Regions from separate parts of the Mus musculus genome. Here regions 2, 3, 4, 5, 6 and 7 are each linked to region 1. Evidence: chromatin contacts called from public Hi-C, HiChIP or PLAC-seq and promoter capture Hi-C data. All regions are on one chromosome and are shown on one strand. The core of a region is the stretch at or near the end of the contact, and the rest is flanking DNA. Distances in the headings are between cores, read along the strand shown.

Region 1 (3,022 bases), core at 323-2,822:
AGGGAGGAATACAGTCTACAAAGGGGAACCCTGGAAGGGCATCAAGTGCAGGAATACACATTCAGGTGTTTGTTTCTCCTCCCCCTAATCTCCCGTGGGAGCTTCTGGTTGGCTGAGTGTCTTCTTGCCCAGCTCTCCTGCCAATCTAAGGATCAGGACAAAGAGTTCATTCCTGCAAGCAGTCGCTCCTAGAGCACTGTGGCAAAGAGAAATCTGGAGAAGCAAAGACAAGAAAGACACCAAGTTGGTAAAACTCAGCACATCCATTAACAAAACATACAGCACGAATGCGCAATCAATGGGATACTGTTCAGAAGGAAGGAAGGAAGGAGAACTACTTAGAATAGGAGGCATCTCAAAAACATGTAGGCTGGGAAAACAAACAAACAAAAACCTAAGACACATTAAAATCTGTAGAAAATGGCAACACTGCAGACTGGACTTTCCCCAGTCCACCATCAGTGGATTTTTGGCTGTGCGCACCTGTGCAGAACCTTGAACTGCAAGGAGGGGAAAAGAAACAAAGGCCTAGCAGAGAACTGTAGGATTGATCTTCTTTGGCTAGCTAGGCAGAGGTAAGTCTGAGGAAATGAACCTGAAAATAGGATGTGAAGGCTGAGAAGGTGCCAGACTTCCAAGTCCCACCAGGTGAGCAGAGGAGAGCAGGTGCCAAGGCCCTCCGGGTTTGGAACGGGCCTGATTCTTTTTTCAGAGCAGTTCAGGCAAATTAGAGGCTGGATAACAAGGCGAGCGTTCCTGTGATTCTAAGCCAAGTGCCAGAGAAGAATCAACCCCAAAGATCCAAAGGAAACACAGGGAAACAGGAACCAATCCGGTATCCTCTGAGTTGCTGGGGCCTATCATTTGCTTAACACCCAGCATGTGTTCCACACCCAAGGTTACAGAAATAGTCTGATGTGTTAACAACGCTCCCTTTGAGGCAAGACTGGGTCAGATTATCTAAGCCCAACTTCCAAGAACGCTACCTGGACCAGAATGCCTTCCCTTTCTACGGTTACAGTAAGCAACTGGATATAAAAACACTCTCACTACAATTGACAGCCCCTGACACACACAGCGCTTGTCAGCTGCCCCGCAGAAGCTTGCCAAGGAAGAGAGAAGACAGGCCCCGTAGCAGAGCCCAAGCAGTCATTCACTTCTCTGCCACCTCCGCCCCGCTTCTGTTTAGTTTGTTTGCTTTATTTTTTAAGTTTGTGGTTTGCAAGGTCAAGTCAAGGCCAGCGAAGCACCCAACACTGCGAGGGAGGAACAACTCCGACAACGGTCCCCGGTGCTGTGTGCAACCCACGAAGGGATCCGGATAGAAGTGAGCGCCCGCGACCGGAAGGTTCCCCTCGCGGAAGGTTCTGCAGCTCTGGAGTGCCCCCCTTCCCAGGCGAAGAGCCAAGCAGTACCTGAGGAAAACGCGTCCAGGGTCCTGCCCCGGGCTCTGTGGAAAACATCCGCCGCCTCCATAGCGGACATGGCGAGCGACTGGCCTTGCCTGGGCACGTTCTGTGAGAGGAGGGAGCGACTCCACACCACCCGGCAGCCCCGCCTGGAACAGCTTCTGGAACCTGCCCTCCAGGAGGGCCGGGCGGGGCGGGGCCGCTCTGGGTGCTGCTAGTACTGCCTGGGCAGAACACGGAGATTGCCACCCCTAGTGGGATCCTCCCGGGGTCAGGATCCAACTTTCACTGGAACAGACTGGGGGTTGAGGCTTTGAGGCCTGGAGTTGTCTTATGTAACACGCATCGGGCCGCTTCATAATTTGGGATTTCAGGTTAACAAGAATAGGAAAAAACAAAACAAAAACAAACAAACAAAAAAACCCAACAAAACCCACGTTTAGCTTAAATATATCTCATGCAGTATTTGGGAGATACTTAAGCAGTTATTTTTAAAATATTGTTTATCTGAAATTCCATTTCAATTTGATGTCCTAAGTTTTATGTTGCAACCCTTCCAAACTGCCCACCATAATCTCAAGAGTCTTTAAGGCATCTTGACTGCCTGGACATTGCCACTGTCATTCTGTCACTGTTGTTGCTGGGTAACAGGCATTGCCCGAAGTACTTTGTGTTTTGCTTGTTACCTCATTGACTGCACTTGTCAGATGGGGAAACTGACACTCAGAGAGAGACACAACTCCTGAAAGCTAAGAGCTGCAGGTGAGCAAGACAAAATCTATCCAACTCAAAAGCCGTTACACTGGACTACAACCCTCACACTTGGTAGCAATCCAGATTTCGAGGTGGAAAATGTTAAATTCAGATCTCCAAAAAGAGGATACATTTATTAAGCACTACAGGGGAATTCCTAGGATCTGCCAAGTTGCTAAATTTTCTTCTCAACAAGTGTAAGCCTGAAATGTTCGTATGGTTAACAGAGCTAGGATGATGTCCCATGACCTTGAACTAGAGTCAGATATAAGTCCTAGCAATTTAGGACAGAAATACAAATGAGCTTGTGTCTCAGCTACTTGGGTTTATCCTAATACTACCACTTACTTTAGGTATGATCTTAAAAATTAGTTGCTCTGCACCTCAGTTTTCCTACCTGTCAAATGAGAACAATAACAATACCTAGGGTTATTGGGTTGGTGAGAAAGTTAGATGATGTTGTAATTTGCACATAAGATGTCTCCCGTAGGCTCATGTTGGAAGTTGTCCCCAGCTAGTTGTGAACGAAAGAAAAAGAAATAAAAAGGAAGGGAAAGGATATGAATTCCCCCTAGGTGTGGTGGAGGAGAAAGCTTATCTGTGGGAGAGTGTAGCCAAAAGCTGAGACATCTGTGAAAATCTAATACTGGGCAAGGGGAAGGGGTAAGGAGAAGGAGGGAAGAAAAGAACCAGGTGCAGCAGCCAGGAGGCCAAAGGTACAAAAAGGCTGGGTAACAAAATGTCTGGACTATATAGGGAAGAGCCCCTGGGGGGGGGGGGAAGGGCAGCCCAGCCTCTGGGCTGGAGTGTTCAGGGTAAAGGGTGGGATATGCCAGCCATACCCTATATCAGGTAGGAAC
Region 2 (3,022 bases), core at 301-2,800, 480 kb before region 1:
GCAGCACCCTCACCACCAGGGGCCACTCTTTCCCTGTTGATGGCTGGAAGTGGCACTGCAGCACCCTCACCACCAGGGGCCACTCTGGTGAAGCTCACTAGCTTCAAACCAAGGTTTGTGTTGGTGTTGGGCTAGCAATGGTGCTTGCTCCTCTGGTGGGTTTGTGAAGGTTAAACGCATATATACAAGAAACATACTCAGAAGAGTTGTACCTTACAATTTGAAAAGACAGATTGGAAAAATGTATCTCAGAGTTACACGTGTTAAGTGTTCAGTAACTTGTAGGTGAGACTGTTAGCACCCTTAAAGGATTCATTTACTGATTCCAAACACAGTGTCTAGGCCTCCAAATGGGTGGACATGGTTTTTGTTTTATGATGGCATCCCTACAATTACAAGCCTCTGAAGCCCCCTTTCCTGGATGTGTACCCTTAATCCTCTCTAGACGCTTAATCTTCTCAGTTGGGGTGATTTCAACCCCAAGGGGATATGTGGCCGTGCCAGGAGACCCTGGATCTCCCTGCCTGGCATGAGAATGCCTTCGGCAAAGCCTGACTGTGGTTATACCAGGGACAACAGGCTCTTTGTGCCCAGTAAGTATCCTTGTGGTGGACAGGGGTGCTGAATAGCTGCTGGAAAGCTTAAGAAAAGAACGGACCTATTGGAAATGATGAGACTCTAGGGACTGCTCATGACTCCTGTGGGTGTTTGCTGTCTCTTCAGCTCTGTCACCCTCGCTGTGAAGTGTGAAAGGCTGAGCACCTGCAGACCAGCCCAGAGCGGGTGGTCTGAGCACGAGGCTTCCTGACGCCATCTGTCTTTCTTGAGGCTGCAAATGTAGTGGGAATCCACCCGGTGGACACTCATTGCTGTGCCCCCCACCTTTGTAACTGCTGCCTCTCTCCACTCTTGAATTAGTTTCTGTATTTGGGAGTTGAGAACTGTAATGAGCCTTTTCCCCTGTTGTTGGTGGACAGTCCTTTAGCACCAGGTTGTGCCTCTGTCCTTGCTGTCTGTCCTCCCCTCCCCGTGCAAAGACCTTGGGGTTTTGCGTCTCAGTTGTGGGTGTCGAGTGCTGGTGCCTTATTTCAACAGTCAGGTGGGGTGGCAGAGGTGATGTGCACATAGCTTCCTGTAAGGCTGTCCCCACAGTGATGGCTTTGGAGGGGAGGAGGGGAGTCTGGTCTACTTTAGAAGGGCACATACTGCTAGCTAGAAACTGTTTCTCCCTTGCTATCATTGCTTAGCCACTGATACTTACATGGCTTTTGAGTCCTGACCACTGCCTTCCTTTTCTTTCCTGGGGTTCAGAGAAAGCGGGGAGACAAGCAACTCGAGTTGCTCATTTCTTTGTCACTTCTGATGTCAGGCCATGGAGGAGAGGGCAAGAGCAATGCCCCTCGCTGCTCACTTCGATGCTCACTGCCTCACTAAGCCTCAGTCTGTTTTTCTCTTGATATCATGTGACGGGAGTCTCAGTCGAGGTGAGGCAGGCTGGCTCATTGCCTAGCAACACTATTCCAAACACTGGACGTTTGAGAAATGAAACTAAGAAGCACTATGGCACTTGGAAGCCAATGGGAGGGCTCAGCATCTAGCCCAGGGCTTGGCTGAGGGTTCAATGATGAGATCTTTTTAGGATGAACAGTGACCATTAAACAGGTCACAGTCCAAGTCCTGTGTGACTTAGTCACACAGACTGTGCCTGGATACCGCAACAGAGATTGCTAACACTGGAGACTCGCTTTTCCTTCTGAATCTTGTTTCCTGGATGACAGCGACTGTCAGAAATTGGAAGCTTCCAGATATGATATAGGCACACCTCAGTTCTTCATAATTTGTTCATCCACTCCCCAAAAGTTTACTAAATGTCTGTCACATAGTGGGCACTGTTCTAGGTATGGGAGGAAGGGTGAGGCTTATAAACTCTGTGCCTCAATTTTCCCATCACTGAAATGCACAGGATGAGGTTCCTATAGCTGCTGTGAGGACTAAGAGTCACTCAGTGCTCAGCAGCACCCTCAGCTCTTGCAGTGTGGATCCTGACCACAGAGAGGTCAAAGACTGGAAGTGAGATGTGGCCGAATGGCAACTGGACAAGGAAGGGGTCAGAAGGAGTGACACAGGAGGGAAGGGGGTTATATGGGAGTGACACAGGATAGAAGGAGTCATATGGGAGTGACATGGCTGTTTTGTCACCCGTGGGCACTAACCGCCTTCTTGTCGCTTTCAGTCATCACACCTCTCTCAGGAGTGCATCCTGAGCAGGAAATCCTAGCAGAAGCCCTGAGGTTGTGCACTGTCACCCCAGCCCAGTGCCTGAAAGCGTGAACACCTTTGATCGGGTGCTGCAGCTGATACTGACACTAACACAGACATTCCTCACCCTCGATGCCAGGAGTGGGAGGGAGGAGGGGACAGACCTGTGTGGTGGAGTCCGTAGGGTGGCCTGAGTTGGAGGGATGGAAAGCTTTGTGCATGGGTGTGGTAGGGCTAAAGAAGCCTTTGGAGAGATGGGGATACTTGCCAAGAAGAGTGGGGTAGAGAAGCAGCTTGAGAGAGGCCATTCCCAGCGGCAGTACCGTGGACACTGAGGGTGTCTACCCCTTGTCACTGTTGGGAAGCATTGAGGAAATGCTGTCAGACAGCAGCAGGCAGGGGATTTTCCCTGGAGTAGCAGCAGCATAGCCAGAGCACGGAGCCCAGTCTCACCCGACACCCTGCCGTGGCCTTCCATAGTTATGGAGAAAAAAGATGAACTGTACTTAAAACACCGATCTATACCTTTCTGGTTTCCTGGCTGTGGCAATATAAATCTAAGTATCGAGTTTCAGATCCAGCAGGAAAAAGAATCAGAACCATTTCCCCGGAGTCATGGCTGCTACTGGGTCCCAGCCAGCAATGGACTTTGTTTGAAGAGAGTATCCTGTGACACTGGTCCTTAGCATAGGAAATTGTTCTCTAGGAAAACCAAGCTTGGGGTCACTCTGGCTAGACTTTGGCCCAGGTAGTTTAAAGTATT
Region 3 (3,022 bases), core at 333-2,832, 420 kb before region 1:
AGCCCATCTCCTGCCAAGCCAGGCTTCTTGATGCTTTGTTGCTAAGTTGTTAACACTAGTCTGTCAGAGCTGTTAGCATTAGGTCGCCAAATCTACAGGTTGTCAGCTATCTCAGGAATATCTCAGGAAGACAGGTTTAGCCTCTCAGCAGCCTCTTGGAGCAGAGCAGTGGCAGGTGACAGAATAGAACTATCTAGGTCTGAAGGCTCCACCCCAGGTGGTCTCATTCTCAGTGGCAGCAAGGTCTGAATCAGCCTGCTCAAGGCTGGGGGAGGCTACAACAAGAAACAGGTTTTCCCCATTCACAATCGTGGGGTTCACAATGTGATCAAATATCCTACAACAGAAGATGAAAGTCTGTAAGTCAAAGAGAGAGGTTGCAGGAGGACTTTTGAATCTTGGATTTCCAGTTTTAAGATCTGTGTTTTGTTACAGCAGTGCAACTGGACTGATAGCTCATAGGTTTTTATTGGGTTTAAGTCCAAAGCCTGAATCTTGGGATAAGCCATAAACTTCCTATGCCCTGATATCCTTTTCTGCAGTACAGGGTGTGAGTATGTCCCAGGAGTTTTATATATAATATATATCATACGTAATATCATTTTCTATACACTAATACACACATTGTTTTAGTTTTAACCATGACAGGGGATTGACCACATTGGGTCTAGATCTCAAGTGTTGATGCTCAGGGTCTGTGACCAAGGCAGTAGTTGGTGGGGAACGTCTGCTGACTTTAGGATAGACTGTGTGGGGATTCATCTCAGTTTTGGTTCTTTTGGGTGTGGCCATTGCCGGCAGCTAGATGATGACAGCACAGTTTAGTTGTGAGTGGAGCTAGGCTGGGTGGCTAGTGTTTTTGTAGATGACACTTCTATCTGTGGTTGGATCCTTTCTCTCTCTGCTTCTAGGCATGATTGTCCTGTGCTCTTTCTCCTCTGTTGTGGGTCTGTGTTGGGCAGGATCTTACATAGAGACATCCATCTCAGGAGCAGCCTTCACTGGTCTTGTTCTGTTTCATCCCTAACAGCCTGCCTTATTTTGGTTCCTGGGAGGTAGTGGTGTACAGTCATTGTCATTTTATAGACAGCTTTACCAAGATGAGATCTGCCTATGTTACAAATCAGCCATCTACCATGAGGTCAATATTTTAAATCACATTTGTGGTGCTAATGCTTGATTTTTTTTCTCCCTTTCCTTCCTCCCCACCATTCTTCTTTCGTTTTTTCCTGGGGTGGAACCCACAGTCTTGCCCATGCTAGTGAATGCTATACCATGCTGGGCCACAACTCTTTTTCAGCCATTTTTCATTTAGCAGTATTTTCTAACTTCTGTACACTCAGTTTGTCATGGTATGACGAGCGTCTATCATCAGAAACCTGGAATCATGGCGGGACAGCATTGGTATAAGCATGTCGGCCCTCATTGTCAGGACAGCACTGTGTGGCCAACCTTGGTCTTCCTTTCTCGGTCAGCTGTTTTCTAGCTACTGAGCAGAGCCTCCCAGTGATTATCAAGTGTGTGTTCCAGGCTTCATCTCCCCACCATCATGGGAACTGCTGACTATATTAGTTCCTTTTCCTTGTTGCTGTGCCAAAACTCCTGACACAAGCAAGTATAGGAAGGAGGGCTTGTTTCTTGGATGTAACTACAGTGGCTGCTGATCTATGTGGACACCATGTTATCAAAGTTTGTAAATTCAGTCTAACTTGAATGGTGCTTTCTTCTCACTGTAGAGTTTGTTTGCAAACTGTGCTAAAAATGCATTTGGCTGGATAGACACACTAACTTTCTAAGTTCTTGCTGCAACTTGAGTGTTATTGTTCTGAGGACTCCTGTGTGTATGGTTTAAAGCAAATGAGTTGATAAGTTATGTTGTTATGATATCATCCTGTGAGTCCTTGTATAAGGGGAACAGAATATGCAAATGCAATATAAAAGGTTGGGCTGGTGAGGTGGCTTGGTGGGCGAAGGCACTTGCACAGTATAAGTGGCTAAGCAAACAACCTTATCGCCCTGAATTTGGTATTCTGAATCCCAAACCATCGGATATTTTAAGTAGGGGTTCCCATGTGTATATATATTCCTGTGCATGCATATCTATACAGTCTCAGAAAAACAGTCTCAAACTTGCTACTAACATGTTAATGAGTGCCTAGAGGTGCCAGTCCTTCTCACCTCAATCCAGGTGCCATCACCAGAGCACACAGCCAGTGTGTGTGTCTCTACTGCCAGCGCAGAGTGCACAGTCGCCCGGGTCTGCAGGTTTACTCTCTGGTCGCATCACTCACTGCCACACGTGTGAGGCTTTTGCTCCTTTCCAGCTCATTCTGGGTCTGCAGGGGAGGCCAGCAGCAGCCTCAGGCAGCAGCACTGAGCAGAGGGCTCTGCTGATTTCCAGTCTTTAGATCCCATTTTCTTGTATCTGAAGAGCCAGGACATTCATTTGAAGTGTTGCTGTCAGAGGAGGTTAATCTAACTCTCCTTCCTCAGAGGGCACTTGGCCCAGAATTGTTCTCTCTCTGAGGCAGGTGATTTTCTTAGAATAGATCTTGATGTTGTCCCTCATAGTCAATATTCTTAGGTTTTGCCTGGGCTCTGGGGCAGGTAGTTTGAACTGTTTGCATCCTGTGGGGCGGCCACTCCTATTGTCCTCTCGGCCGGGCGCCTGTCTCTGTGTGGTAGGTCTTCCTTGCCTGTCCTGAGCATTTGCTACTTTCTTAAGTCATTGAATCACTTCCTTCGCACCTTGCTCAGTGGAGACTGCTCCATGCCTGTGCCTTCCTGGTGACCCTTTCCTGCTGCTTCTCATTTCCCGAGTGCTTTTCTGGGCTCCTATGTTCTTCCTCAGTGTTGCACTTTCTAATTGTGGTATGCTCTGTTCTTCCATGGCTTGCATCATCTGTACCTTGTCTTTTGGCATGTCTTGAAATAGAAGCTTGCAGTTACATGGGTATACTTGGTATATTTTTATTACCTGTAGATGATCTTCCCTCCTTCTTCTCTTCCTTCTTCCCTTCCT
Region 4 (3,022 bases), core at 354-2,853, 380 kb before region 1:
AAAAACATGCTTTTCTAGTAGCTTTATTTTTTTTTAAATGAGAGTTGAATCCAAGTTACATACACATATACTTACATATAGAGTTGAATCCAAGTTACATACACATATACACTCCGTTGAATCTAAGGTACATATACAGTATATTCTAGACAAGAGTTGAAACACACACACACACACCTGCTGTTGTGTCATTTGGAACAGGCACAGACTCAGCCTACCCCTCCTCCCCAATAACTGCCACGTAACAGAGGGTCACAGGCTGGGGTCACACAACTTTAAACTACTCTTTATCTTTTGTTGGCTTGGTTTTTGGAAGACAGCATAAAATTTATCTTCTTGGATTCTCAGTTATTATTTTTCCCCTTTCCCCACATGAGTATGAATTATAGAGGGCTGTTTTTTGGGATTTGACTCTATCACAAGAGAACTAGCTTCAGTGGGAGCAGTCCTGAGGTAGCTTGTGTCCCATTCTCTTTTTTGTGTAATTGAATATTTTATCAGGTTTTGAACAGCAATATAATGATCCCTAGTCACCCATCTCTTCTAGTTCTCTAAGTAACCAGAAATGAATGATACATATGAATGTACACAGACAGACCTTAGGCTCTCTGATACGTGTACCTGCTCTACATTTTTCTCTCCAAATGTGATTCGAGCATACTGGGTTGGCTTGGGAACAAGCTGCCTTGTTTGTAAACCCAGTTTTTAAAAAAAATTCTGTATATTTCCTTGGCTGTATGTTTGTGCAGCACATGCTTGCATATGTGTTTGTGCAGAGGGTATTAGATTACGTGGCACTGGAGTTTATAGGCTGTGAGCTGCTATCTGGGTGCTGGGATTTGAACTGTAGATCTAGTTCTATTGTGACATGCCCACACCTATTTGTTAGTATCACTGATGGCTGCTTTCATGAGGCAGTTGTATAGCTAGATAGTTCCAGCAGAGACAGGAAGGGGGTGTCCTCTAAAATACACACTAAAATAGTTATCAGCTGACCTTTGGAGGAATTGGAGGTCCCAGACCTGCCTTGTCTTTTCCAGGTAACACTGTCACTTAATAGAACTTTTCTGGGTCATCCTTTCGGTATCAGAATATTGGAATCACCATGGGTGTGCTGTCTGCTCACAAATCATTCTCTGCATGTATAGGCTGGCAGGTGGGGGCGGGGGTGAGCACAAAGACCTCAGTGCCTCCGATAGGGACAGATGGCAGCCCTGGAAGTCAGTGTCATCTAGATCTAGATCTTGACTATCCCTCCAGCAGCATTCAAGCACATTCCCACCCCAGCAGCCAGCCTGCAGTCCGCTTCCTGGGCTTTAGCCCAGCCTAGACAGGAGACCTGTGATCCTGCTGTTAGAAAGGTCTGTGAGGCCTGCCGCTTTACTCTAACTTCCCTCGCCTTTAGCAGACAGTTGAAACCAGCTATGGCTGGATCTGGGTGCTCAGGGTATTTACCAGCAGAGCCAGCACTGTGTGCATTCATTCTGTTTCCAGACCAGGGTGTTTCCTGTTTTGGCAGAGGAAGCGGGTTGGGCAGGTACACTAGAATGGAGGCCGAGGGGCTCAGGGCTTGCATCTTGGGTGTGGGCAGCAGGAGCAGGGCTGAGCTGAGCTGGAGAGATAGGCAGGGCCAGAAGAAACCTCCAACCCAACCTCCACATTACTTCCTCCCCACTGTCACTCAACCTTGGGTTTCCGAGCTCGTCAGACTCTGCCTTTAAAGGGAGAGTGACTTTTAGGCACCTAAAATATTTTTCTTTTCTTTTCTTTTTTTCCTTCTTTTTTTTCTCTCTCTTTTTTTGAAATTTCTGACATTGTTTGAATTTAATGATTCATATTACGAATTATTCATGAAAATGATCTTTTAAGCTTCTTATAATAGCTGAAATTATCCTTCATTAGATACTGACAGTTCCTGTGATGGGTGTAATTATAAAAAATATTCTTAGGCTAGCTATATTCTGCAGTGTTAAAATTACGCAAATGAGCAAGGGACAGGAATAGAAGCTGAGTAGGATGGTCAGATTTCATGGGATAAGGGGGAGGGCACCGCAGGCTTTCTAAAAATGAATAAACATGTGCTTGGGTGTCCAGCGAGCATGCCTCCCGCACAGTCTGCCTTGCTGCTCAGCCGCACCTCCCTGGCACGGGAGCAGAGGCATGCCAGTGACGGGCTTGTGTGCTACGCTTGCCCACCCATGAATCGTGGGATGGAGAAGGTTCTTTTTCTCTCCCCTTTTAGCTCTGTTCACTCAGCATTTTCTGCAAGGCGCACTGTAGTAATCCTAGGTACTTGAAGAGAGTAGCAGTTTGCTGCTAACAGATAGTACAGGGAAGGGAGGAATGGAGCAGGAAGTAGGGCCCTGGGGCTGGGACAGTCACCTGGGTGACAGAACCTCATCATGCTTATAGCACAGGACAGCCAGGGCATGCGTTCCCAGCTCATGGAGACCACCTGGTTTTGGGGGTTTGAGCTCGGTACTTTCTCTAAGGTTCTATATATCTGGCTGTCCTTGAACTTATGACTCTCTTGTCTCGGTCTCCTGGTTATTCGGATTATAGACATGCCTACTCTGCCTGACTTAGATTCTCATTTTTGATTTTCTGTGCTGGAGGCAGACATCAGGACCACATGGCACTCCCCAGCTGTAGACAAGCACTCACCACTGGCCACATCCCCAGCCATCTTCACTTATTATGAGACAAGTTTCACAAAGTCATCTAGGTTGTTCAAAGACTTGCTGTATAGCGCAGGCTGTTTTTGAACTTGAAGTCATTCCTCATCTTCCTGAGTAGCTTGGATGACAAGTCTGTACCGCCATGCCTGGACTTCTCTCGGTATCATGGAGGATGAGTAGAAGGAGGCTGACTCAGTTTATTGTATCCATGTCTTCACACCCCATGCTGTGCTTCTCAAAGCCTCTGAGAGGCGAGCTGGTTACTGCAGTTGCCACTGCCGGCCCTGCACTCGCATGCACATGCACCAGCTATGTAGCTGGCTCTCCCATCTTCCCAGTTTTGA
Region 5 (3,022 bases), core at 220-2,719, 360 kb before region 1:
GGACATTTAAAAAATGTGCTACTTTAAAATTAGATACTTATGTTTTATATTTTTTATATCTTTTTATTTATGATACCATTTCTGTGCCTCTCTTGTGGCAAATATCTTTATCCTTAATTTTTCTGTGCAATTTTTAAACTAAGATCAGTTTTTTACTTTGCCTAATCAAATCTTGACTTTTTTGTGATTTATTCCATTTTCAGTATTTGTGAGTCCCTGCTTGCTTTTTTTAATGTCAAATTTTCATATTTTCTACATGACTTTTAAAATTAGATCAGATTTGAAAGATTAATCAGTATTTAATTGCAATTTTATAAACTACCTGAGTCCTTAAGAGAAATTTGATAGTTATTAAGCATAAGTGCTTGTCTGTCTGATCTATAGAATTCATTATTATAAACAAAACAAGACACTTGGCTTAATCTGGAGTAGAGAAGCCCTGCAAACAGCTCATATAATTTATATGAAAGGAGTATTTCATGATATAATATTTGATAAAATGTTTATCCAGATCACAAGGTGGATGACCAGGGTGCTGGTATTACAAGGATCCTGTCTGTCTTTGGATCTGTCTGTCTGTTTTAATTTTTCATGTTTGTCTTCATTTCTTTCTCCTTTTTTTTTTTTTTTTTTTTTTTTTTTTTGGTTTTTCTAGACAGGGTTTCTCTGTATAGTCCTGGCTGCCTGCTGTCCTGGAACTCACTCTGTAGACCAGGCTGGCCTCAAAAGAAAATTTGCCTGCCTCTGCCTCCCGAGTGCGGGGATCAAAGGCGTGCGCCACCACTGCCCGGCTTTCTCTCTCCTTCTACGTTGGCTGTTACTAATGAGTCTGCTTCCCTTCCTTAATTCAAATCCACGGTGGAAGAGGGAGGCTTCCTAACCAGTGTCAGTCCTGAAGTGTATGAGTTATAGGATGGCTCCACCTCTAGCTCACTTGGGAATCCGTAGCCCTGTTAGCCCTCATCTGTCAGGCCTTATTACATGTCTTCCCTGGAGCTGGGCTCACTTGGTTGTGGGAGAGTCAGTGATGTGACAAAACTGGGGACAAATGTTCCGGACAACAGTTAGATGGTTTCCTAAAAGCTCTGTAGCAGGAGAGTGGCTTGTGAGTGGTGGAGGAGGTGGAGGAAGCTGTCAGAGCTTTGGAAGCACCATCACTGCTGATCTCGGGTATTGCCGGTGTTGGTGTTGGTAGTGTGTACCTGACTTTTACCCTGGAAATGACCTCTCGCCTTCAGTGGTTACAGAGAGTTAGTCGACTAACCCCCTCAGGGGAGAGCATGGGTTCCAGGAGTTGTGTTATATCTGATTTTACTGGCTTTTGTTATTACTAGTGAGTCCAAACCAAACCTGGCTCAGCAGAAAATGAGGGCATTCTTCCCTTTTGATCGCCTCTGCACCAGCTGATCTTCTCACTCAGGGAGGAAGCAGACAGACATTAGTGTGTCAGTGTGACTGTGTGGGTGTCAGCTAAAAGCACCAAGAGAGGAGAAGCAGACTTGAGCAAGGCACACATGGATGCATATGCATGTAGAGGCCTACGGTGGATGGTGGGAACCATCTTTGATTGCTCTTCTACCTCAGGCACTGAGGCAGGGTCTGATTTGAATGCTTATAGTCTAGTCTTAGTAGCCAGCTTGCTCTGGGGACCCCCTACCACAGCTTTGTCTTCTAAGGCTGGTAGATTTAATGAAAAGAGTGTATCAAATAGTTATATTAACCTCCATATTTATTTCCTTGTTTGTTGGTGTTTTCTAGTTTGAGTGGTACTCTATATTTCTGAGAAAGGCTTTGCCAAGCTTAGAGTAAATGGCCATGTGATTAGGGCTTAGTGGGCTGAAGAGAAAGTTCATGGGCTAGGGAGGTAGCTCAGACATTAAGTTACAAAGGAAATCTTTCCGTGCTGTTGTGAGGTCCATAGGAAACCCAGTTGGCATGTGTATGTCCTAGTAGTGCAGAATCAGGCAGGCAAGTCCTTGGAGCTCACTCCAGCCACCCTAGCATACTTGGTAAGCTGTTTGGAAAAATCTTGTCTTTAAAAAAAAAAAAAGCAGCTAAGATGCCTGAGAAATGATAGCTAAGGTTGTTCTTCATATGCAGGTGCATATATGCACACAGCTCCCAGACACCCCTATACAAAGAAAATATATACATGCTTCTGATATGCTCAGGGATGCTAGTGCCCTACTTGAGTCCTTTACTTTGGCCAGACACATGTAGGGCATTAGACTAGATTGATAGCTATAGGGTTTAGTTATACTCGATCTCTTTAGAAGAGTCCACAGACTTGATTAAGGCCTGATTCTGGCTTTCCCAGAACCTGAGTGGGTTTATTTGATATCCATCACAGCAGGGTGCTTCTCTGTGAAACAGGAGAACCACTTTCCAGGTGTGCTGAAGAGTCAGGTGGGTTATGTAGGACACTATTAAGACTTTGTCACTGGGCAAGCCTGTTTCCAAGTCCACTGTTCTAGTAGGGTTCTCTATAGGATGAATGGTGAAAATCACTAATAGAACATTCTGGGGAACCCCTTTGGAAGATTCCAATTAGCAGGGGCTGGTTTGCTCACCAGCAGAACAGTTGGCTTTGAAGTCAACCTCAGGTGAAGTGGATAATGGGTATTTAATAACTATATTCTTTAAAAACCACACGTTGGGCTGAGGAGACAGCTTAATGGGTAAAATGTTTTCTGCGTAAGCATGAAGACCTGAGTTCAGATCCTCAGATCCCATGGAAAGCCAGGTGCTGTATCATGTATCCATAATTCAGCATTGCTACAGAGAGATGGGAGGTGGAGCTAGGATATCCCCCCAAATTACCAGACTTGCAAGCAAAAAGACATCCCATCTCAAAGGTGGAAACCAAGGACCAACACTCATGCTGTGAAACATGTATATGCCATGGCACTCAGACATCCAAACACACATGTGCACACACACACAAGATTCTTTAAAACCTACACCTCTTTGGCTCACCCTCTCACATCACACTTTCCCTTACCTTTCCTGCTATCTTAACCTT
Region 6 (3,022 bases), core at 204-2,703, 330 kb before region 1:
CAAGGGGGAGAGGGCCCATTGTGGGTGGTGCCATCTCTGTGCTGGTAGTCTTGGCTCTATAAGAGAGCAGGCTGAGCAAGCCAAGGGAAGCAAGCCAAAGAACATCCTGCTATGGTTTCTGCATCAGCTCCTGCTTCCTGACCTGCTTGAGTTCCAGTCGTGATTTCCTTCAGTGATAAACAGCAATGTGGAAGTGTAAGCCGAATAAACCCTTTCCTCCCCAACTTGCTTCTTGGTCATGATGTTTTGTCCAGGAATAGAAACTAAGACAGGAGGGAAGGCCTGTGTTAAACATGGGCAGTACCCTTCTATGACCTGGATTGAATGAAAAGGAGAAAGTAAGCTATACACCAGCCTCATCTTTCTTTCCTGACACACACACATGCTGTCTCAGGTTCCTGCATGGCTTCCCTGTCATGATGGGCTGTGAGCCGTGAGCTAAAAACAAATCCTTCCTTCCTTAAGTTGCCCTTCCCAGGTATTTTGTCATAGGTGACAGATTTATAAAGGGAGGGCTGTGGCAGTTGTAGGGTGATCCAGCAGGAGAACACATGGGGGATGTAGCATCTGACTCTCTGGTGTGTTCTTTAGCCTATAGCTCCAGGCAGTAAGCTGAGATGTCATGCCCATGGCTTATGCCCACCAAAGAGTTACCTAAAGAAGGTCCAGTGCTCTGTGGTTACTGATCACAGCTTTGCAAAGTCAATTGGTTTGCTAGATTTCTCAGCAAGGAAGAAGCAGGAAACCATGTTACAAACCTATAACCTCTGCTTGTGCTCTGGGAACCGGAGCTCACTGAAGGAAAAGGGGTCATGTGACAGAACAGAAGGGACACTCACTGATGGCATTCTAGAGTGAGATGCGGGGGGACTTAGTACATTGTATGACAAGCAGTGGCAGCTAATGGATTCTGTGCAGCATTAGTGTTTGAGATGGGCCTAGAGGAGGATGAGGAGGGGGAGGGATGACATTGCAATGCCTAGCTCTAGAAGAAGGTGACAATCTGTCTAACAGATATTTTGTGTTATTTTATGCTCCAGTGACCTGGAGCTCCTTGGGGTTAATGTGGACAGAGCTTTTCTGGCCATGAGTCTGTTAAGTACCTCAGCTTCAGCATGCAGTTGGTGCTCCATAAACACATACCAACAACAGTCTACTAAGTGAATTTAGGTACCCTGTGAAATATGTGTAGGGTGTTAAATGTGGAGCCCCAGATTAGGCTGATAGAGAAGTCCCAAATGTGGCCTCTGATGGCAGGGATTAGATGTCTAATAGGAGCGCATGGCTCAGGAGAGAGCACTTGCCTGGTGTGGTTGAAGCCCCAGGTTCAATCCCCAGCATGACAAATAAAAAGCAAAAAGAAAGACAAAAGACTTCAGCTCTGTAGAGGAGGTAGGCTCTCTTTTGATGCTCAGGGTTGAGGGAAGCTAAGCTTAGGGCCCAGAGCAGCAGGCTCTTACACAGCTTTATGAGCACTGTCTTAGCAGCCAGCCTGTGCCTCCTCTTCTGTCCTGTCTTCTGGCCTTCCATGCCCATGAGCCTTTGATAGAGCTGGCAGTGGTAAAGAAGAAGTCCTGATGCTCCTTCAGTGGCCTTTACTCCTCTAGATGGAGTTCTGTTTTCTTCACTGCATAGTGGCTTTAGTGGCAAAGCCATCAAATTTCTTAGATGTAGAGAGAGCAGGCATTCATTATCCCAAGACCAGGCCAAAGATTAAGGAGGTGGTGATCCTGGGGAGGCTTCAGGGAAGAGTCATGCACTGTCTGGAGCAAGGCTTTAAGGCAGCTCAGCAGAGGTTAGCACCTCACTACAGCTGTTTTGCATGGCTCCTCCCTCCTCCTTTGGACTTCCAGTAACCGTGCTCACAATTTTCTTTGTAAACCTTCCCCTCTCTCTTGAAGATCTGAAACTTCAGATTTTTTTTCTCACTAGAGGTTTTGAAGTTCAAAGACATTGGATACATCTAAGACTCTTACTTCTTTCTCTCTTTTAAGTAATTCCTGTGGTTTCACCGAATCTCCCTAGAGTTGGCCAGTCCATTTTGGCTTCCAGGAAATGTAAGATGTGGGCAGCATTCAGATTTTGATCCTTCTTCTTCTTGACATTGAATTCTGGAGTTTGGTGGCTTGGAGGACACTTGATGCCACAAAGTCAGAGGAGTTCTGATCTACCACTTCCTGTTGGGCCTCACTAAGCCTCAGGCTCTCAGTGGAGTGTGACCAGTTGCCCTCCTTGAGCTCTACTCTGGGACTTTAGCAGAGCCTGGTTAGGGCAAGAAGAAGCTCTGTGTCCTTCTCATCGTGGCCTGTGTCTTGGTAGAGCAGAAGTTCCAAGCACTCTGCCCTCCTTTTCTTCATGGATCCTGAGGTATGCAGGAGTGCAGCCTCTGTTCAGCAGCCAGCAGCAGTGAGCACTGATTCCTCAGCTCATCTTAGTCCCTGGAGATGCTGTGCTGCTCCTGGGTTGCCAGCACTCTTCTGCTTGTAGCTCCTCATCTGAGCCATGTGCTTTCTCCTTCCTCATAGCAGATAAGGGATTCTCTTTGTCTCATTTGGGTATAATGTAATACACTTGTGATCCTAGCACCTGGGAGGCGGAGGCAGGAGGATCCTGAGTTTGAGGCCAACCTGGGTTGTATAGTTGAGACTCTGTCTAAAAAATCCAACCAGAGATGGAGGAGGCTGCTCAGATGCCTAAGTGTTGGTTTTGTCTTTGTGGCGGCCTGGAATCTGGGCCTGCCTCTGACCGGGAGTCTGGAGTACTTAGGAAGGAGTAGGCGAACTTCCACAGAGACACACTTGGAAGATGATCCAAGGCTCTTCTTTTGGACAACAGATAAAAATATTGGTAATTATAGTGGCTGATTTCAGCTCCTCAGCCCTCCAGTATTTTGAGTCTCTGTTAGGTTTCTCCCTTTATGCAGGAAGAAGCTTCCTGAAGCCAGAGTCGCCTGGTCTTGATGGAAGAGGTTCAGGGCTGTTCTGTTGGTGCTGGGCACACCTTGGGAGGGATCAGGGCTGTT
Region 7 (3,022 bases), core at 133-2,632, 310 kb before region 1:
ATAAACTTGCCACACCTCAAATCACCTGGGAAGTGAGTCTTAATTCTAATTTATCTAGATCAGATTGGCCTGTGGGCATGTCTTACAGGGTTGTCTTGGTTGGTTGAGGTGGAAGACCTACCCTGAATATGGGCAGCACCATTTCATGGACTGGCCCCTCAGCTGTGGAGGAGTGAGGCAAGCTAGCCAAGCATGAGCAAGCAGAGTAGGTGTATTTTCTCTCTGCTCTTGACTGTGGACATGATATGACTGGCCATCTCAGTCTCATGCCTCAGTGACTCCTTACAATAAACCCTTTCCTCTCCAAAGTTGCTTTTGGGCAGGATATTCAGCTCTACATGGCTGAAAGGGCTTTGCTTGCTCTTCTGGGTTTTCTTGTGCTAGTGCCTTGCATAATATTTGTCTAAAGCAACCTGGGACTCAGTAGAAATATTCGGTCAAGATAATTTAGGCTCTCATTTTGACCTGGTCCCACTAATGGCTTTTGCCTCTTTCAAGAATGTCACATGAATGGAGAGTGATCTGTGCTCCCTGCTCCAAGTCCTCTGCAGTAAACAGGAGCATGTGTAATTATCATCTCCTGTACATGTTGCATGCTGAATGCATCTGTCTTATTTGTGTTTTGGTCTCTGCTGGCCCATGGTTCTGCTGGCCCATAGAAGCATGTGTTAGGTCACTGAGGATGTGTTTGTAAACATATGAAATGTCCCTTTGCTTTTTACCCAGTGGTGTTGGACTTAATACATTTGTCCGAGCAATCTGTGTTTGTGTGTGTGCACACACGCGTGTGCACGCACCTGTATGCATGAGGGTTATTCATGTGCAGGTATGTACATGCCCCAGCACATACATGGAAATCAGAGGGCCACAGTTGATTCAGTTCTTGCCTTCTAGCTGTAGTTCACCCTGTCCATGTGCTTCTGAGGATCCTTCTGTCTCTGCATCTGCCCTCCCACACCACTGCTGGGATTCCAGATGTTTGTGTTACCCCACTAGGCTTCAGACCATAGTTTTAATGCTTGCATCCATACTGAGTCTAGTTCCTCATTCTTCCTTTTGACCCAAAGGCCTTTTCCTTCAGGGATCCACATGTCTTGCAGTTGTTTACTGTCACCTTGTTTGCCGCTGCCTGTATTGGGCACAGTGCTGGGAGGTGGGGGCGATACCAGGCAGTGTCTTGGTAGACGTGGGTTTTAGTGTTTTCGTCTGTGAAATGGATGGCAGAAGGACTGTTGCAGAGAGTTGTTTTGAGCATTTGATAACCTGGCAGAGGCCTGATTTCCCTGGTTATTGCAGAAAGTTCTGTAGTGTGCTGTAGCTGTGACTTGGTACCTGATACTGTGAACAGGGAATAGTGGCCCCTTGTGGCCCAGGGCAGTAACTCATCTTCAATCACCTAGCCTTGGAAGTGCCCAGGAGCAGCAAGTCTGTGGGCCAGGGTTGCAGGTGGGTACTGGGGTCACCATCTTCCAGAATATGTGGAAGCCAGGTCCCAGAGAGTTTCAGTGGTTGCTTAAGGAAGCATCCTGGCAGGTACCAGAGCCTGGTATCCTACCTCAGAACCTCGGGGTTTGCCCAGCACATAGTCCAGGAGTCTTAGAATCTGTTGCAAGCAAAAGGCTGGTAGCAGCACCCCACCCTCCAGGAAGTCACTGAAACTGTGTGGACTTGTCCACTCTCTCAGGCAATATAGTCCAGCTGACAAGAGAGCATGGGTCAGTGTCATATTCACATGGAAATGATCTTGCCACTCCAGTTCCCTAGGGGCTAAAGTCCGATATAGAACACAGCTGTTGCTTCACCCACGCTGGCCTTCTTTCCACACTACTGTGCTTCCTATTTCCTGGTCAGCCATGAGAAAATTCTAGAAACAGCAATTTCAATAAGAATTCTAAAGTAATCTTTGCAGAAACTCTACCTCCTTATAAATTAACCTTTATTATATTTGTATATTTACAGAATAAAGATAAGTTTAGTTCTATCCTGTGTTTCAGGTACCGGAAGAAAAGTTCTAGAACACACCCCCTTCCACCTTTATGGAGGGGGATTACAAGAAACTACAGTGAAATATTAGCTACTTTTCTTCTCTCTCTGTGTGTGTTTCTCTCTGTCTCTCTGTCTTTGTCTCCCTTCCCTTCCCTTCCCTTCCCTTCCCCTTCCCCTTCCCTTCCCTTTTCAAGACAAGGTTTCTCTGTGTAGCCCTGACTGCCCTAGAACTCTCTGAGTAGATCAGTTTGGATATGAACTCAGAGATCTACCTGCCTCTCTCTCCTGAGTGCTGGGTTTGAATATGTGCACCACCACCTCCTAGCCATTTGTTGCTTTTTTGCTATTGTTAATCATAGATTGCTACTATATTCACCTTAGATCAAAAAACAAAAAATAAGGGGAAGGTGGAGCTTGGGTCCTGAGAGTATGTTGTGCAAGTTTTCATGTGTGCCTGTGTGTATGTGCAGGCCTATACATGTGCTTATGCATGTCAGCTTATGGACCAGCAGGAACACCTCTGCATGAAACTTGGTCATTTCACACAGATTTTTGAGCAAATTAACATTTGGATCTAGCGGGGATTGTTCATTTAGTAGTCATGCCTGCCAGGAAAGTCATGTTAAAGCAGTTTTATGAGTAATAGCTAAAAATGTGTTACACTCTTATCTTTTTCCCTATTAAAGCGACGGTTCTAAATTCTTCTCTGTTCTGATAGTATTTGAGATCACGTCCAGAAAGTGTGCCAAGGACCTGGAGTTTGGTAGGGTGTTGGGGGGCTGTCTAAGGCCCTTTGGCAGGTGCCCCTGGTCCTTATCAGCCCCAACCTGAAGTCCTCCTGCCAGGTTTGCCTGCATCCCAGATCCCAGCCTTTCTAAGGATGGACGCTCAGTCCTCCTCCCTGCCTGCTCTCGGCTGACCATGTTCCCACCTTTATTTCTCTGGCGTCTGTGGTGCCCTGACTCATCTTCATGACTCGCGTGTCCTCTCACACTCTCCTGGATTTCTTTTGCTCTTCTTTCTTCTTTTCCCATCA

Evidence for each region. Promoter capture Hi-C pulls out the DNA fragments that hold promoters and counts their contacts. Hi-C and Micro-C count contacts between places; a contact is called where the count stands out from the background. HiChIP or PLAC-seq counts read pairs in DNA pulled down with a chosen protein or histone mark.
Region 2: a contact with region 1 is called in a Hi-C map of CD8 T cells, with 4 times the contacts expected there. The contact joins the enhancer-like site here to the promoter of Cpped1 in region 1. A contact is called at or near these places in 20 of 39 promoter capture datasets (the 3T3-L1 cell line, 3T3-L1-derived adipocytes, the C10 cell line and 10 more), 10 of 484 Hi-C or Micro-C datasets (B cells, the C10 cell line, CD4 T cells and 7 more), 11 of 115 datasets of contacts at active chromatin or transcription factors (astrocytes, bone marrow-derived macrophages, cardiomyocytes and 6 more) and 2 of 9 other capture datasets (adipose tissue and embryonic stem cells).
Region 3: a contact with region 1 is called in an H3K4me3 HiChIP or PLAC-seq map of bone marrow-derived macrophages, with 6 times the contacts expected there. The contact joins the enhancer-like site here to the promoter of Cpped1 in region 1. A contact is called at or near these places in 5 of 39 promoter capture datasets (3T3-L1-derived adipocytes, embryonic stem cells, pre-B cells and 1 more), 1 of 484 Hi-C or Micro-C datasets (the HL-1 cell line), 7 of 115 datasets of contacts at active chromatin or transcription factors (astrocytes, bone marrow-derived macrophages, embryonic stem cells and 2 more) and 3 of 9 other capture datasets (adipose tissue, embryonic stem cells and liver).
Region 4: a contact with region 1 is called in an H3K27ac HiChIP or PLAC-seq map of embryonic stem cells, with 2.4 times the contacts expected there. The contact joins the enhancer-like site here to the promoter of Cpped1 in region 1. A contact is called at or near these places in 14 of 39 promoter capture datasets (the 3T3-L1 cell line, the C10 cell line, the HPC-7 cell line and 8 more), 7 of 115 datasets of contacts at active chromatin or transcription factors (the 230-238 cell line, astrocytes, bone marrow-derived macrophages and 3 more) and 2 of 9 other capture datasets (embryonic stem cells and liver).
Region 5: an H3K4me3 HiChIP or PLAC-seq map of bone marrow-derived macrophages shows a contact between it and region 1, with 4 times the contacts expected there. The contact joins the enhancer-like site here to the promoter of Cpped1 in region 1. A contact is called at or near these places in 7 of 39 promoter capture datasets (the 3T3-L1 cell line, 3T3-L1-derived adipocytes, the C10 cell line and 4 more), 1 of 15 datasets of contacts at CTCF or cohesin (the NIH/3T3 cell line), 6 of 115 datasets of contacts at active chromatin or transcription factors (T-cell acute lymphoblastic leukemia, astrocytes, bone marrow-derived macrophages and 2 more) and 3 of 9 other capture datasets (adipose tissue, embryonic stem cells and liver).
Region 6: a promoter capture Hi-C map of pre-B cells shows a contact between it and region 1, with 2.9 times the contacts expected there. The contact joins the enhancer-like site here to the promoter of Cpped1 in region 1. A contact is called at or near these places in 15 of 39 promoter capture datasets (the 3T3-L1 cell line, 3T3-L1-derived adipocytes, the C10 cell line and 7 more), 4 of 15 datasets of contacts at CTCF or cohesin (CD8 T cells, the NIH/3T3 cell line and large pre-B cells), 2 of 484 Hi-C or Micro-C datasets (CD4 T cells and pre-B cells), 16 of 115 datasets of contacts at active chromatin or transcription factors (the NIH/3T3 cell line, T-cell acute lymphoblastic leukemia, astrocytes and 11 more) and 3 of 9 other capture datasets (adipose tissue, embryonic stem cells and liver).
Region 7: an H3K4me3 HiChIP or PLAC-seq map of bone marrow-derived macrophages shows a contact between it and region 1, with 3 times the contacts expected there. The contact joins the enhancer-like site here to the promoter of Cpped1 in region 1. A contact is called at or near these places in 5 of 39 promoter capture datasets (the 3T3-L1 cell line, the C10 cell line, hippocampal neurons and 1 more), 1 of 15 datasets of contacts at CTCF or cohesin (the NIH/3T3 cell line), 1 of 484 Hi-C or Micro-C datasets (reprogramming fibroblasts), 4 of 115 datasets of contacts at active chromatin or transcription factors (astrocytes, bone marrow-derived macrophages, embryonic stem cells and 1 more) and 1 of 9 other capture datasets (adipose tissue).

The regions. Positions count from the first base shown.
Region 1 is chr16:11,907,851-11,910,872 of GRCm38.p6, forward strand. Cpped1 (calcineurin-like phosphoesterase domain containing 1) reads right to left here and starts at 1,573. Exons shown (of 4, transcript NM_146067.3): 1 at 1,416-1,573. The coding sequence starts at 1,485. The region is part of intron 2 of Gm9961 (predicted gene 9961); the gene reads left to right.
Region 2 is chr16:11,423,996-11,427,017 of GRCm38.p6, forward strand. The region is part of intron 11 of Snx29 (sorting nexin 29); the gene reads left to right. Among named protein-coding and RNA genes, the nearest start is that of Snx29, 100 kb to the left of the region's middle. Within about 2 kb of position 1,551, at least 37 of the 459 cell types and tissues checked have an H3K27ac peak or open chromatin away from gene starts, as enhancers often do. A contact at or near this core is called in CD8 T cells, Th1 cells, intestinal villus epithelium and 1 more, where this site is marked.
Region 3 is chr16:11,490,934-11,493,955 of GRCm38.p6, forward strand. The region is part of intron 13 of Snx29 (sorting nexin 29); the gene reads left to right. Among named protein-coding and RNA genes, the nearest start is that of Gm32100, 91 kb to the right of the region's middle. Within about 2 kb of position 1,583, at least 3 of the 459 cell types and tissues checked have an H3K27ac peak or open chromatin away from gene starts, as enhancers often do. A contact at or near this core is called in bone marrow-derived macrophages, where this site is marked.
Region 4 is chr16:11,525,073-11,528,094 of GRCm38.p6, forward strand. The region is part of intron 14 of Snx29 (sorting nexin 29); the gene reads left to right. Among named protein-coding and RNA genes, the nearest start is that of Gm32100, 57 kb to the right of the region's middle. Within about 2 kb of position 1,604, at least 99 of the 459 cell types and tissues checked have an H3K27ac peak or open chromatin away from gene starts, as enhancers often do. A contact at or near this core is called in the HPC-7 cell line, embryonic stem cells, hippocampal neurons and 1 more, where this site is marked.
Region 5 is chr16:11,549,127-11,552,148 of GRCm38.p6, forward strand. The region is part of intron 14 of Snx29 (sorting nexin 29); the gene reads left to right. Among named protein-coding and RNA genes, the nearest start is that of Gm32100, 33 kb to the right of the region's middle. Within about 2 kb of position 1,470, at least 12 of the 459 cell types and tissues checked have an H3K27ac peak or open chromatin away from gene starts, as enhancers often do. A contact at or near this core is called in bone marrow-derived macrophages, hippocampal neurons and microglia, where this site is marked.
Region 6 is chr16:11,575,853-11,578,874 of GRCm38.p6, forward strand. All of the region lies in intron 15 of Snx29 (sorting nexin 29), which reads left to right. Among named protein-coding and RNA genes, the nearest start is that of Gm32100, 6.3 kb to the right of the region's middle. Within about 2 kb of position 1,454, at least 44 of the 459 cell types and tissues checked have an H3K27ac peak or open chromatin away from gene starts, as enhancers often do. A contact at or near this core is called in CD8 T cells, T-cell acute lymphoblastic leukemia, memory CD8 T cells and 1 more, where this site is marked.
Region 7 is chr16:11,602,494-11,605,515 of GRCm38.p6, forward strand. All of the region lies in intron 15 of Snx29 (sorting nexin 29), which reads left to right. Among named protein-coding and RNA genes, the nearest start is that of Gm32100, 20 kb to the left of the region's middle. Within about 2 kb of position 1,383, at least 37 of the 459 cell types and tissues checked have an H3K27ac peak or open chromatin away from gene starts, as enhancers often do. A contact at or near this core is called in bone marrow-derived macrophages, where this site is marked.